Linked DNA regions of Zea mays: regions 1 and 3 are each linked to region 2. A link is a contact called in public Hi-C data. All regions are on one chromosome and are shown on one strand. Each heading gives the region's core, a stretch centred on a gene start, on an enhancer-like site or on the middle of the called end of the contact. The rest is flanking DNA. Distances are from core to core; before and after follow the strand shown. Region 1 holds the start of LOC100383419. Region 2 holds the start of LOC100191225 (AMSH-like ubiquitin thioesterase 2). Region 3 holds the start of LOC103636131 (zinc finger CCCH domain-containing protein 13).

Region 1 (4,585 bases), core at 500-2,999, 800 kb after region 2:
TAAAGTCAGCCAGTTTGAATACAACAGTCACTGGAAAATTGTACCTTCTCGCCACTGAACTCTGTGCGCCAGCCAAATAGCATCACACAAAGCACAGCGACACCGCGAGGTTGTGGTGGCATTGCATCGGCAGCGGCCTGCTGAGTTGGGTCGACCACCACTCCTGGCCACATTGGCTGGCGTTTGCCAAGCTTTGCCCACACAATGTCCCCATACACCAATTCTTCGGTACAGTGAAAAATATCTTCTTTCTCCTCTTCCTCCTCCTCGTCTTCCTCATAGTAATGCCTAAGCTTTACTTCCTTCCTGTGGTGATTGCTGTATGGTTCATCATGTACCGAGGTAAGCGTGCTCCAAGAGGCTAAGTGCTTCCTGGAGGCACCGAAACTGCGGCGTGCTCGGTAACGTTCCACCATGGCCTCCTCCTCATCGTCGTCATCTACCTCGGACAATGCAACGCTGCTGTCAAAATTTGCACCTTTCTTGTGCAGCAGCTCGTTTCTGCGCGCCAAGTGCTCTGTCTTGACAGGAGGCGGCGGCCTGGCCGGCTTCTCCTTCTTCCAGGGGTCGGTAAGTACCGAGTCATTGAACCTAGAGGGCAGCACCAGGGTGCGGCCCCGCGACGAGCGCACCACCGGCGGCCTCGCCGCGGGCGGCGGTTGCGCGGCCTCTGGCGGTGCCTCGGGCGCCTCGCTCCACCGGAGCCCGAAGGCAGCGTACGGGATGCTGGAGGCTGGGACGTCGCCGAGCAGGTCGACGGGGAAGAACTCGTCGCCCCTCCGCCTCTTCCTCGGGCGGGGGCCGCCTCCCCCCTCGTCCTCGCCTCCGCTGTCCGCGGCATTGCAGCGCCGCGGCGCAAGGATCTCCGACCGCTGACTCCGCTTGAAGATCATCCGGAACCGAGGAACCGGCCGCTAGATCGCCCCGGCGAGTCAGGGCGCCGGAGCACCTTGGCAAACCCTAAGCCTGCGTGCCTGCCTGCCTCGCGAATTCGGTCAGTCGGGGAGCTCCTCTCCCCTCCCGAGACCTCGCGGAGGCAGCGGGAACGGCCTCGGATGGAGCTGGCCAGATGTTGGCGAAGATAAATCGGCCTTGGATTTTGGGGATTTTTTTTTCCTATCTCTCTCTCTCTCTTTCTCTCTCGTCTCCTGTGCTTGTTCTTGGTGTGCTCTCATGGGCTTCCAAGCACAGGGGGGATAGACAAGGGAACGCGCCCGGGTGGCCAGGGAGGTGCGTTTTTTTTTTCCTCCCGAAGTTTCCTCGTGCGATTTGGGATCGGATAGGGGGGTGGGTCGTGACATGGAAGTCGTCGTCGTCGTCTCCGCCGTGAGAGCAGAGCTGGTGCTCGTGCGGTTGCCCTCTCGATTCTATCTGTGGTCGCTGATGGTGGCCGGCCGCGGTGGTGTGTGCATCCATGGAGATGGAGCAGGAGTGATGGCTGGCTGGCTGGCACGAGTCTGGGCGCTGCATTTTGGTAGCCTCGTGGTCGGATGGCGATCTGCGCTGGCAGTTCTCTTTCCGAAATTTGTGTGTGTGTGTGTGTTTGGTGGGAGGTGTCGTTCAATGTGTGTATGATTTGAGCAGTGGATTTAGGTTTCGAAGCGATTGGAACGAGCTGTTGCTTGAGAAATTCGGCTTTTGAGAGCGGTCTGGGCTGGCTTAGGATCGTGGTGATTTGGGCATGGTCTTGGAGGAGAGAGAGACGGATATGAACAAGTTTTGGAGCGGCAGCGTACCACTTTCCGTCGACCGTGTGGGATGATGGGTGATGTCACGAGGAGCGTCGGCAGGTAGGCGGAGTCTGATTATTACATGCCCGATGCAAGCGAAGATAGATTTTTTTCTCGATTTCCGATAGAATTTTCGGTTTTTATTTCCCTCCCTTTGTTTCGTGTTCTGTTCTTTCATCGTTCCACGGGCTCGATCGATCTCCTTGGCTGAAGATGAAGAGGGGGGGTGGAAAAAGCCGAGCTCGGATTTCTCGGTGTGTTCCTGTCGATCTGTGTTCTCCATGTGTGAAGAAAAAATTTAAAAAAAAAATCGTGCACGGACAAATTAAAGGTCTGCAAGCTGTACGTAGATCCATTGATGCAGCAGCCTCGCATCTGAAGCCTGCGTGCGAGTCCGAGCAAGACGAAGGTCTGAAGTCTGATTAATGGAGTTGTGTTCTGTTTTTTTTTAATTTGTTCTTCTCGGGTCCCTTTCTCTCAGTCATTTCCTTTGGGCAACGGTGGTGGCCGTGCGCTCGAATCCACCGGCGCGTCGTGAGCCGGACACGGGGAAGACGGCGGTGATTGCCTCTCCCGGTCCCGGCGTCCCCGCGCGCCGTCTCGTTCTCGTCCGATTCGTGTTAAGCACGGCCACGGGGCACTGCTCGCCGGAATCATGTGACGGCTTCAAGATGGGAGGTGGCGCTGCCGTGGCGTGCTGGGACAGTGGGACCCGACCAAAAGCGCCAGTACCACGGGGCTCGGTTCAGTGCTCCACTGCACGGCGGTGGCCGGTGGGGTTTCGACGGTGATTTGTGGATTTGGTGGGCGGCGCCGGCGACTCGTGCGAGGGGAGAGGGAGACGTGCCGTGCGCGCGCATGGACCGCGGAGGGGGCGCGGCCTCTGCTCGTGTGCGGCACCGGGCAGCGGGCACGGCACACCAGATGCGCGCGGGGGAGCGGCTCCGGCTCGGTTGATTGGTTGGTTCCAGTCCAGCGCGTGCGGCCTGTCCCTTCCACCCCTCCTCCGGCCAGACTCGACGTAGCTGTTCTTTCGATGATGGATTTGCTGAACCAGCAGCGAGCGAGCGAGCCGCAGTGGGGATCCGTCGCGGCTCCAGTTTGGTAGCTCGCGTCGCACTTTGGTTTCGAACTTTCTGGAAGCGCGATTTTGCCGTCGGTTTAACGCGCTTCGTTTTGCTCATCGTCATCGGGTCGGCCTCGGCCGCATAAAAGTAGGCTCGTATCGTCCGGCGCCCGGCGGAGACATTCCGTGCGCGCGTCGAGTTGCGGAGTCTGATTTCAGGCTGCAGTGCAGCCACATGACCGCATGTGTTTTCCCCCCGGCGACAAGGACGTCGCGGAAGTCGACGCGGCCTGCGACGGCGAGCTGGACCGCCGCGACGTGGGCAAGATATGGAACACGGGTGAAGCACTCTCGTGCCTGCTTGATGTCCCGTGCCTCCGCCTCCCGTCCCTGCTTCTGGTGTCCAAGCACTCTCCGTACGTGACCGGCTGGCTGATCTGCTCCCGATTCAGTTTCATGTGGATGTCTGGTTTTGCTTGCTTGCTTGCTTGCGCTCTCCTCCTTCGTAACCAGGTGTGATACAGATACAGCCATGTGATGCAAGATCGTGGCGGCTGGGTGGCGCCGCCATGCTGCAACCAGACATCTCTTTTTTTTTTTGTCAGTCTTAAGGTCAGAACTATGGTTAGTTGGTTACTTCTTTTTACATGTTTCTTGTTTTACGGACGACAGAAAAAAGGCAGTAGTACCAACGCCTGGATCGTTATTAAGCTGCTTGCTGATCATGTATGTGTCCACTCAATTCAACCAGGGCTGGTGGCAAGGAAAACTTTGTCCACTCTGTCAAGTGTGGTACGCTCCTTTGCTTCAACCAATTTGATTGCGTCATTTTGAGCTGGGTGGTGATTCAGTGTTTGCCCCATATGCAATGCAGCAGTGGTCATTTTGAACTGAATGTTCTTACATAGTTACATCCTACTCTAGGAGTGGAAAGAATGCAAGTCCAAGTTCAGTCAACTTTTTTTTGTCTCTAATGAAATTCTTTCAGGGACCCAAGCTGAAGCCTACAGATCAGTTTACATTAAGGTGATGTCTGGTTCATATGATTGCAACGTGATGGATACAGATAAAAGATAACGCTAAATCATGTCTGTTTAGGTCTGAAAACAGATACCGGTATATTCAAACTTGCTACCGCTGTCGAGTGTGAATCATCGTCGTTGTCATTTACGTTATAGTTCGTGTACCAAACAGCACAAAAAATCCTCACATCCACCATCTACGGCGATTGAAATTCAGCGGCAAAGAATCAATCACTCCAAATTTTATGCTCGCTGGTGAAACTCTGCACGCGCCTATTCTCTGTGTGGTAATGCTTAGATGTTCTATTATTTGTTCCTGCTTCTTTCTTCCTACTCTGTGTATTTTACTGCGCGTTAGAAGCATCAGGTGCATGGAGAACTCGATGAGGCGGCATGTTGCGCTGCTTCTGAAGCTTCGAGAGATATATAGTACTATAAGTTTATAACCGGAACTATACATGCTGTACTGTATGACTCGTTACGAGGAACAAGAGTCCTTAGCCGTGCACACACAGTGCACTTGGCATGCAGTTCTTCGTCTTCGCCCGAGACACAAGCTAGTTTGGGGTCAAAGGCAAGCATCTGGTTGCTCACGCTGGTCACTCTGGTTTTGACACCTGCCAAATCCTGCTCCAAAGAAAGCGTATATGCATGGGTTTGCTCCAGCCTCAGCCTGCGACTGTGAACATCGGTTTTCCAGCTACGCGAGTTAACCAGCGCAACTTGCAGTTGCAGTGTTTGTCGTCTGTGTGGCTGCTCTTGTAGCG
Region 2 (4,594 bases), core at 780-3,279:
CATATAATAAACTAACAAAAATATATTAAGAATAATGTTAGAAACCACTCAGTTACTGACATACTGAGTGAGCAGTTCCTTCTTGCTTTGGTATAATCAACATCGTGACAAAATAAGTTCCATCCCTCTGCATAGAAACATAAAATACTCAAGATCTAATCTGACAATTAGGTATTCTTGTCACATAGGTAACTTGTTGCCCGCTTCACTTACAAATGAAGCACCAAGAATTCCACAAGTCTCTAGATTATTGCTTGTATTCTCCTTTGCAAGCTCCATGAATTCGGCTGTCAATCTCACTGACTGAATAACATGTAAGGATGTTATTTCATCTCAATCTTCAGTCTTACCATCCTCCAAGAAACACTGTATATTCTTAAAAGAAAATGATGGGGAACGAAAGAGAACGTACTATTTGCATGTCATGCAAATTACTTGATGCTGAAGACTGTCCCACTGAAGCTCTGGCTTGCTCATCCACATATTCAGAGACAGGATTAAAAGAAGCATTGCCAAAGCTGGAAAGATCTTCTATCCAAGATACGATTGGAGACGGGAAGTGATGCTTCACAGCACAGGAACCAACATCGTGGTCTCCCACTCTAGTTTGGCAGCTGACGATTTGTTGAGCATCCAGATACATTGATTTGGTTGGTCTTGAGTGGATCCCACATCTCCTCGTATCAATGTCATATCTGCCAATTTTGCATTGATCATGTCATGATGTATCATAAACAAAATTGTCGACCGCTACAGAAGGTAAAGCACTGCATACCTCCTACTACCCATGGCTGAGCAAGGACACCAAAATTTCAGCCTGCAATTTTTTTTTTTACAAAAATATCGAACATTTAGAAATACTGAAGACAAAAGAGTCGAGGATCTGGAAAGAAATGACAGCAGTTTGATAAGGCATCTAACAAGTGACAACACCAGAGCATTGCTATTGTTGAACATCATTTAAGCGAACTAACAAAAACATTGGCGAGCAATCGATGAAGTTCAGGGCAGGTACACCATTTTCTTTTCTAATAAATAAACACTTCTCCTATATTAAGTGCCTGAATTTTAAGATGATTCAGGAGCGTAATGATTAAGGCTTCCGAGTAGCACCTCTAGGCCGTGGGTTCGATTCCCCTTGGGGGCGAAGTTCGGGCTTGGTTAAAAAAATCCCCTCGATGTGTCGCGCCCGCTCTGGGTTACGTCTTGCATGCCACCCTTCGGTTGTGCCGTTGCAGACTGGGCGGTGATGACCCGCTAGTGATGGGGTACCAGGGTGAGGGGAGTTTCTCGGTCAGGACCATGTTTCGGACTCTTCTTAATATAATACAGGAGAGGGCGGTTTTTTCCTCCCTGGCCGAGTTTTTTGATTTGTTATTCATCTTTGTATAACATATTAGTTTTTTTGTCCTTGTTTGACTATTGAAATAATTGTTAATTGTCTTTGTTCCAAACACGGATCATACTTTGTCGAGCTTATGGTTTCATCCGACGAGTTTTTTTATTATCAGAACCGAACTACAACAGTAACCTTTGCCTGAAAGAAAGCTAAGCTAAAGTTCAGGCACAAATTCTAGCAGGTCCCATAAACAAATGCATAGCAATTGAAGACTCTGCGCTGCTTCAAACAACAGAAAACCAACCTGCGCCGAACAAAAGTAATAGTCCAACAATAATTCGAATTAAGAACGACCTCTTCATCACTAACCACCCCAGAAACAGCCACGGAAAGTAGTACCAATCCTTAGCTCCCCGCCGAGCCTCCCCGCTAGAAGTTAAACCCTAAAAGCCAACCAGATAAGCACGACCTCACGCCTAGCGGACCGCGAATCTCGCGGCTGGGCAGTGTCAACTTCCGCAAAGTAGGTCATCGGTCACGAGACAGAGCTCACTCACCTCGAGAAAATCTGGAGCAGTTGAGCCGCTTCAGGAGCGATCGGTGGGAAGCATTGGAGGGAGAGGGAGAGGGAGAGAAGAGGCGATTGGTTTCAGCGAGGCGAGGCGAGTGGCCGTATGGCCGAGCGGGGGGAGAAAGTTGGGGGAAAGGCGAGCGACGAGAGTCCTTGGGGGCCTGTGGGCTGTGGCTGGCTGCCGTTATTCTTACGCGAACACGAACTGGATGGGCTCACGGAATTGGATGGGCGCGCCACGTCGCTATCGTGCAGTGCATGCCGCCCACATCACAAAGAGAAAGAGGGGCGCTGGCCTGGGCGGGTGGGAGACTGAGAGCAAAGCAATGGAGAGTTCTGGATATAGGGACGAAAAAAGTCCGGGGGCGCTGGACCGAAGGGCGGGTCAGCGGGACGCCGGTCACGGTCACGGTTGCGCTGGCTCGGCGAGGTGAGCCAGCGACGTCGGCAGCTGCAGCGGAGTGCAGCGCCGCGGTGCGGATCAGGGGATGATGAGGTGTCGGCCCGGCGCGCTTTCGGCGCCGGCGCATGGGGCTCACGCTCCTGACGGCGATGCTGGGTGCGGTGCATCGGTTAATAATAATAATCTGGGGAAGAATCGAGGAGGGGACGGCATACCGGCATGGGATCGATCGACTGACCGTTGGCTTGGCGCTATTGTTGCCTGTCATCGCCAGGTCAGCCGTTAACGCATCGCAAAAGGGAGAGGGCGTTGAGGATCGGGATCCCCTGCAGTACTGCATGGGCCACTGCCGCGTGGGCTCCGCGTGCGACAGGGCCCACGCGCAGGGCGTTGAGTGGAGGGGAAGGAAGCTATGCGTATGGCGGTGTGGGATGGCACGTTGATTCTAACTTCCGCAAATCTTACCAGAAAGCAAATGCCCTCACCATTTCTACACCAGTCAAACTTGTCCCATAAACATTTTGGTTTTCAAAAGCTTTCGACTAGTTTGGGTAATTTAGTATTGACCTCAATCCACATGTGTTGTGGAATAAAGTGTAACTTAAACTAATTTACACTTAAATCCACCTCAACAAATGTAAATTTGGGTCAATACTAAAGTACCCAAACAAAACCTTCATGTGAAAGGGCACGGCCAAAAATCATATTCACTCGCCCAAAAAGTTGTAACTAAAGTCAACAGCTGGGGTCAGCAAAAGTGGATTTGGGAGTGCAGCGATTATGGAAAATGTTGAAACTGAGCCGTAGGAGCCTTTTTTTTTACAACAATATCGGTAAGAGACCTTGTGATGGAGCTTATTTATCTTTCTCTCTCGTTTCAAACTTCACTCTGTAAATAATACAGTCTATAACGGAATACAATGTTTTATATGGTCATATGCATGATTTGCTCGCCATTGCCCATCGCCTTAAGATAGGCAACAAACAATGCAGCATTTGCCAGAAATTGCATTGCAAAACTATCCAATCTATCGTTTTAGTCTACAAAATCGGGGGGACAAAACACCAGCATCCTTTTGTCATATCTAGTTTATGTGCGACATCCTTGATCCATCTGGCGTGCCCTGTTGAGATGGTAGGGCTTACCATTTTTCCTGTTAGCAGGAATCGGCTGTGGCATCTAACCAAGCAATTTTCCAAAATACATTCATTGATAAGCACACATTACCTTACCTGCACATACGAAAATAAATTACACATAATTCTGACTAAAAAACAGTTACGAAAAAGATAGTAGCAAAACAAATCAGATAGGCATTTGTCAATAGTAGGTGATGCTATGTTCAGAAACATGTAGTCATTAGGCTATCCGCAACCGTTCCCCCTAAATTTTTCCCCCTATATCACTTTTTTGGGTCACATCATCAACATTTCACCCCCTATTTTTTCATCTCACGCAGCGGTTCCCCCTAAATACTCCCCCTATATCCCACTACACTATAAAATATCATTTTTTATACATACTTTTCATTTACTATAAATTTTTTATCTACTAACAATTGAAAGTGGGCCCACGTGAACAGTGTTTAGAGGGAGAGAGAGGCATACGCCAGAACGAGGGGGAGAGAGAGTCTTACCTCCGCGTAGAGTGCTCGCTAGGGAGAGCCGCTGCAGCACTAGCGGCTGCCCTGTAGCCGCCATGCAGCTACAGGCGAAGGGGAGAGGGCGTCCTGCGGCATCCGTTGCGCACAGCCTTACCACTGATCCAGTGAGAAATGAAACCTACCCTGACATAGGGTTACTAAATGCAATGAAGTTGGCTGGTTGTCCGCCATATATGTATGGGATATTGAACAACAGATGCAAGAGTTAATATTTTTCCTTTGATGTGGACAGTCACTTTGATCTCAAACTAATATACTTTTACTTCGAAGCACAATGGAAACTCCCCAATTTCACTTTGGAGTTTGGACTAATGCCTGCCGACTTACCATCATGACTATCTCTCCAAGAGATTTTCTACCATAGCTCTTTGTTTTATGCCACTCAAAGATTCTGACCTCATAATTGCATTTGATACAAGAATGACAGTACTTGCCGCAGGAGCATTCACCTACATAATATAAACCAAGAAATACAACACAAGAAACATTACTGTTGACAATCTAACAAAAAAAGGTGGGATAAAAAACCATGTGGACAGTATCTAGAACATACCCAGACTCGACCATTGATTCCAACAGCAATCTCAAACGACAGTTTTTTTTCCCAAGGGCCTCCA
Region 3 (4,699 bases), core at 334-2,833, 740 kb after region 2:
TGTGATGGATATTTATGTTTGTGGTGACGGTTGTATGTTTGTGTTGGCTATTTATGTTTGTGATGATATCTGTGATGTATATATGTGATATATATGTGATATCTTTTGTTTGTGTGGATGGAATACAAAAAACAAATAAAAAAGGTATATATTGGTCACTTTGCCGAGTGTAACACTCGACAAAGAGGCGCTTTGCCGAGTGTCAGGGTCAAAACACTCGGCAAAGAGCAAAAACCTGGGCACCGGTTTAGTGACTTTGCCGAGTGTTATGTCTCTGGCACTCAGCAAAGAGGCCGGCTTTGCCGAGTGCCGCACAGAGCACTCGGCAAATAGCCTGACATGGGGACCCTCCCTGGCGGGCTCTTTGCCGAGTGTCCTAGAGGGCACTCGGCAAAGATATATTCTTTGTCGAGTGCTTCTGGAAAGACACTCGGCAAAGACACCGTCTCCGTCACCCGTCACCGTAACGGCCGCTTTTCTTTGCCGAGTGCCCGAGAAAAAGTACTCGACAAAAAAGACTTTGCCGATGCACTGTTTGCCGAGCCTTCTTTGCCGAGTGTCACACTCGGCAAAGACGTTGCCGAGTGTTTTTAAGGCTTTGCCGAGTGCTTCGGGCACTCGGCAAAGCGCCCGTTTCCGGTAGTGACTCACCCTTGCTTATTTGTTGTTTTTCAGAGAAAGAAATCGCTGATCGGGTAAGAGTTACGCCTGTTCCAACCTTGCCCGTGGCTGTTAGACCGCTAATTTGCTTCACTGCGTATATCGGGCTGCTTCAGCCCCACTCTGATGATATGTCCCGAGTTGTGGACCAACTCTTAAAGTTGATCGCCACCTTTATAGGTCTGTCTCGTTTAAGCAGATCTGGAATCATCTGATGTATAAATGTGTTTACTAACCTCATAGAACTAGTAATTATATCATATTTGAGTCCCAGAGGATTAGGGCGCTTCAAACCTCTTGAACGAAAGAACCAAACGAGATGAGAATTTGTAAAACATATGCCGAGGTCCAAAAAAGATCGCAGATTGGGACATGACTCAAAGTGTATGTAATAGGATCATTTAGGGCCCATTTAGATTCACCTGACTAAATACCTGTCCCATCACATCAGATATTTAATACTAGTTAGAAATATTAAATATAATCTAATTATTATAAAACTAATTACACAGATAATAACTAAACATTAAGACAAATTTGCACGATTCGCTAATGTAATGCTACATTAAATATTTTTTAATTATAAATTAATTAGACTTAATAAATTCTGTAATGCTATATTAAATATTTTTTAATTATAAATTAATTAGACTTAATAAATTCGACTCGTCGTTTGTGTTATTCATCTGCGTAACTATTTTTATAATTATACCGTATTTAATATTCATAATTTATATTCAAACATCGACTAATCATTAGTAAATGAAACAAACATTCCATTAGTCTATTCTCATCCTGCGTTACATATTTGATTTTGACACTTGAATTTGGAGGAGGTGAACTCCCTTCCAAAATTGGAACCTGCTCAACGCAGCCCGAAAGACACCCGCGTCGGCGCGCCTCGACTCCTTTCTCTCGTGCCCAATCCGGCCGCGCGCCCCTTCGGCCGCGCCGCACCGCACCGCAGCGAAGCAAACCACCACCAGGCCGGGACCAAATCCCAACTAAACCCGTCCCGGCAACCCTCCAAATCCAAAGCCGGAAAATCAACCAACAATTTTCCTTCCCCATTTTCTCCACCCACGAACTCGTCGTCTCTCATCCCCGGCCGCCACCGCCTCCCCTCCGTTCTCGCACCCCACCAAAACCCTAGCCGCCGTACCCCAGCGCGCTCGCGGTCCCCTCTCCCCGCCGCCACGTCTGTCTAGATCCGCGCGCGCCCTAGGGCTTCAAGGGCCCCGCGTCGCCAGCTTCCGCATCTGGGCTGGTAGTTTTTCAGTTAGGGTTGGCCCGCCATGCCTCGGAGCTCGCGTCACAGGTCGCACCGGTCCCACAGGCGAGGAGGGTCCGCTGACCGGTCGGAGTCAGATGGCGAGGAGTCGGCTCCGGTCGCCGGCGCGCGCGAGGAGGCCGCGGCGGCTAGGGTTTCCAGAGATCCCGAGCCTGAGAGGCGCCGCTCGTCCTCGGGACAGGAGGCCGTGAGATCAGGGAACGGGTACGCTGAGCACGGGAAGAAGAGGAAGGAGAGGGTTGAGGAGGCCGTGGTTGATGTGGTCAGCGACCGGTGGAACAGTGGCGTCTGTGACGATCACCTGGTCGACAAGAGGTCCAAGAGCGAGACCTTTGGGCATGCTGAAGTGGAGAAGCTGGCCGACAGGTCCAGGGGATCAGGGGATGAGTCCAAGAGGTCAAGCAGACGAGCAGTGGCTGTGGATGACAGGGCTGAGGAGGTTCTGTCTAAGAGTGACTCTGGGAAACGGAGGTCAGAGAAACAGAAGGATGTGGGGAGGAAGGAGAGTACCGGGCATTATAAGGATAACAGAGATAGGGAGAACGAAAGGGAAAGGGGGGAAGAATGGGAGCGGCAGAAGGAGCGAGATAGGGGAAGGAGTAGGGATAGAGAGCGTGAGAAGGAAAGAGCACGAGAGAAGGAGAGGGAGAGAGAACGGGAGCGTGAGAAAGATAGGGACCGAGAGCGGGACAGGGAGCATGAGAGGGAGCGTGATAGGCAGAAGGAGCGGGAGTGGGACAAGAAAGATCATGATTCCAAGCACGAGAGGTATGAGGATGGCGGGAGCAGGAAGAGTGGCTTGAAGATGAGTAGGACGGAACAGGAGGCCTACTCATATAGGAGAGATACAGATGTCAATGGTGAGTAGCCCATTTTCTACATGTTCTCAACAATACCAATAGCATTCCTGCTCTATGTACGATTATACGTCATGTTCCTACTGCAATGTGTTACAGTTTTCTTATCCTGATTTCATTTAGAGTTTTGCATGATGCTATCATTATTTTAAATAGTTCTAGCATATATTAATAAATGTGCTGGAAATGGTTGTAACCTGTGGAGTTCATAGTTTTCCTACTTTTGCGTTGTTTTCTATCACACTGAACGATTTAATATCCATGTTTCCCTTTGCTACATTAAACTCTGTTATGCTTATTATATATAGCTTACAGCATGGTATCTTGTTGCAAATTTATATGAAAATTGAAACCATATTTCTTGTTCTGATCTATTGCCTTGATAGTCCTGGCCTCCTGGGCCTATCTCAGTGAAGCAGATGGATAGTATACTTGAAAGAGCTATTTTGCTCTATGCCGAACTGTTTTTACCTATGTACTTGTTTTACCTGAACACTACTTATTTGAGTTTTATTATATGTTTTTGGGTTGTTTTCTTTTCTTTTCTTTTCTTTTGCTGATATTGCCTTCTAAACTACTACTTTTTGAGGCAGAAATTTCAGCGAAAGAGAAGTACAATAATCCTGATATGCAAGCTGAAAAACACAGCCGAAGAAAAGATGATTCTGAAGATACAGATAAGTGGTCCACTGACAATAGAGACAGTGATGACAGAAAGACCCTGTCCAGATATGAACATGGTAAATCTAGGAGCTCTAAGGAACAAAGGTTTGATGACGACAAGTATAAGGAAAAGTACAAGGATGATTACGTAAGGGATAAGAGGCAACATGACGACAAGTTTTCTAATGAGCGAGTGGCCCGTAGTCATGAAAGTGATAGAGCTGAATATAAGAGTGCTAAAGATGGACGCAGAAGCTCAGAGAGCCATTACAGAAAGGATGCAGTTCAAGATGTTGATCATTATGAGGATTACAACAATAGGTACAAGGAAAGTAGAGGGAAAAAACGACCTCCTGAGGAAAATGATGACCAATATGATTTAAAGCCTCCAAGCACACGTGATCAACGTGTGCATTTGGAAAAATCTTCAGGCAGTGGGCGTCTGGATTCTCTGACTGAGAGAGCAAGACCTGATCGTAGTTCTAGTCCAAGTAAAATCCACTCAAGAAGTTCACCTAGCCCAAGTTCTTATCATGACAAAGATCAGAGCCGGTAACTTATCTTCTATATGGCTATACATCTGAAAATACTGGACTAATCTCTTAAAAGGGTGCAGCATTGTAGCTATACCTTGTCCTAGTTTTACAGTAATCTGTTTTTTTATATATTTCTATTTAATGTTAACCATGAATATTTGTTCCTTACTAACATGTATTATGTGCATAGTTTGTGCGCTAAATTATTGTAGTATTTCTATGCATAAGGTAGCTGGTCATCTTTGTGGCAGGTGTATTTGCTGACTACTGTTGTCTTGGGTGATAAATTATTTTAAGAGACTATATATTGTTATTTGTAATATATCTGTAGGCCTGGAAGCTCCTGTTGAGATCACAGTTTATTTATCAGATACAGTTTGGTTGGCTCTGTGGTTGGTTTTACTGTCGCATGTTAGTAAGTTCCAGAATGGAACAGTTGGTTCATGGTTGGGGAGTTCCTCTATGAGGTTCAGGGTTAATATTTGTCTATTTAAAATATTTAGTTTGGCTTCTTGCGAATTGGTTTTGTTTACAATCCACATAAAAGAAAAAAAACTATATATTGTTTCAGTGGGTAGACCATGGGTTGGTCTTATTTAGTTTACAGAGGTTGTTTGTCAAGTGAGGCTTGATCATTTCTTGAACATCATGGTATGTGTTTTAAATATTGGTTTTAGAATGTCAAATATTGC

The links. Hi-C and Micro-C count contacts between places; a contact is called where the count stands out from the background.
Region 1: a contact with region 2 is called in a Hi-C map of endosperm, with 2.3 times the contacts expected there. The contact joins the promoter of LOC100383419 here to the promoter of LOC100191225 in region 2. A contact is called at or near these places in 3 of 25 Hi-C or Micro-C datasets (ear, endosperm and leaf mesophyll).
Region 3: a Hi-C map of ear shows a contact between it and region 2, with 2.0 times the contacts expected there. The contact joins the promoter of LOC103636131 here to the promoter of LOC100191225 in region 2. A contact is called at or near these places in 3 of 25 Hi-C or Micro-C datasets (bundle sheath, ear and tassel).

The regions. Positions count from the first base shown.
Region 1 is chr8:151,547,279-151,551,863 of Zm-B73-REFERENCE-NAM-5.0, reverse strand. LOC100383419 reads right to left here and starts at 1,749. Exons shown (of 23, transcript NM_001361635.1): 1 at 45-1,749. The coding sequence starts at 893.
Region 2 is chr8:152,346,840-152,351,433 of Zm-B73-REFERENCE-NAM-5.0, reverse strand. It overlaps LOC100191225 (AMSH-like ubiquitin thioesterase 2), which reads right to left and starts at 2,029. Exons shown (of 9, transcript NM_001136659.1): 1 at 1,897-2,029; 2 at 776-817; 3 at 413-695; 4 at 214-303; 5 at 65-127. The coding sequence starts at 789. It also overlaps LOC103636137.
Region 3 is chr8:151,606,485-151,611,183 of Zm-B73-REFERENCE-NAM-5.0, reverse strand. LOC103636131 (zinc finger CCCH domain-containing protein 13) reads left to right here and starts at 1,583. Exons shown (of 5, transcript XM_008658490.3): 1 at 1,583-2,811; 2 at 3,402-4,023. The coding sequence starts at 1,956.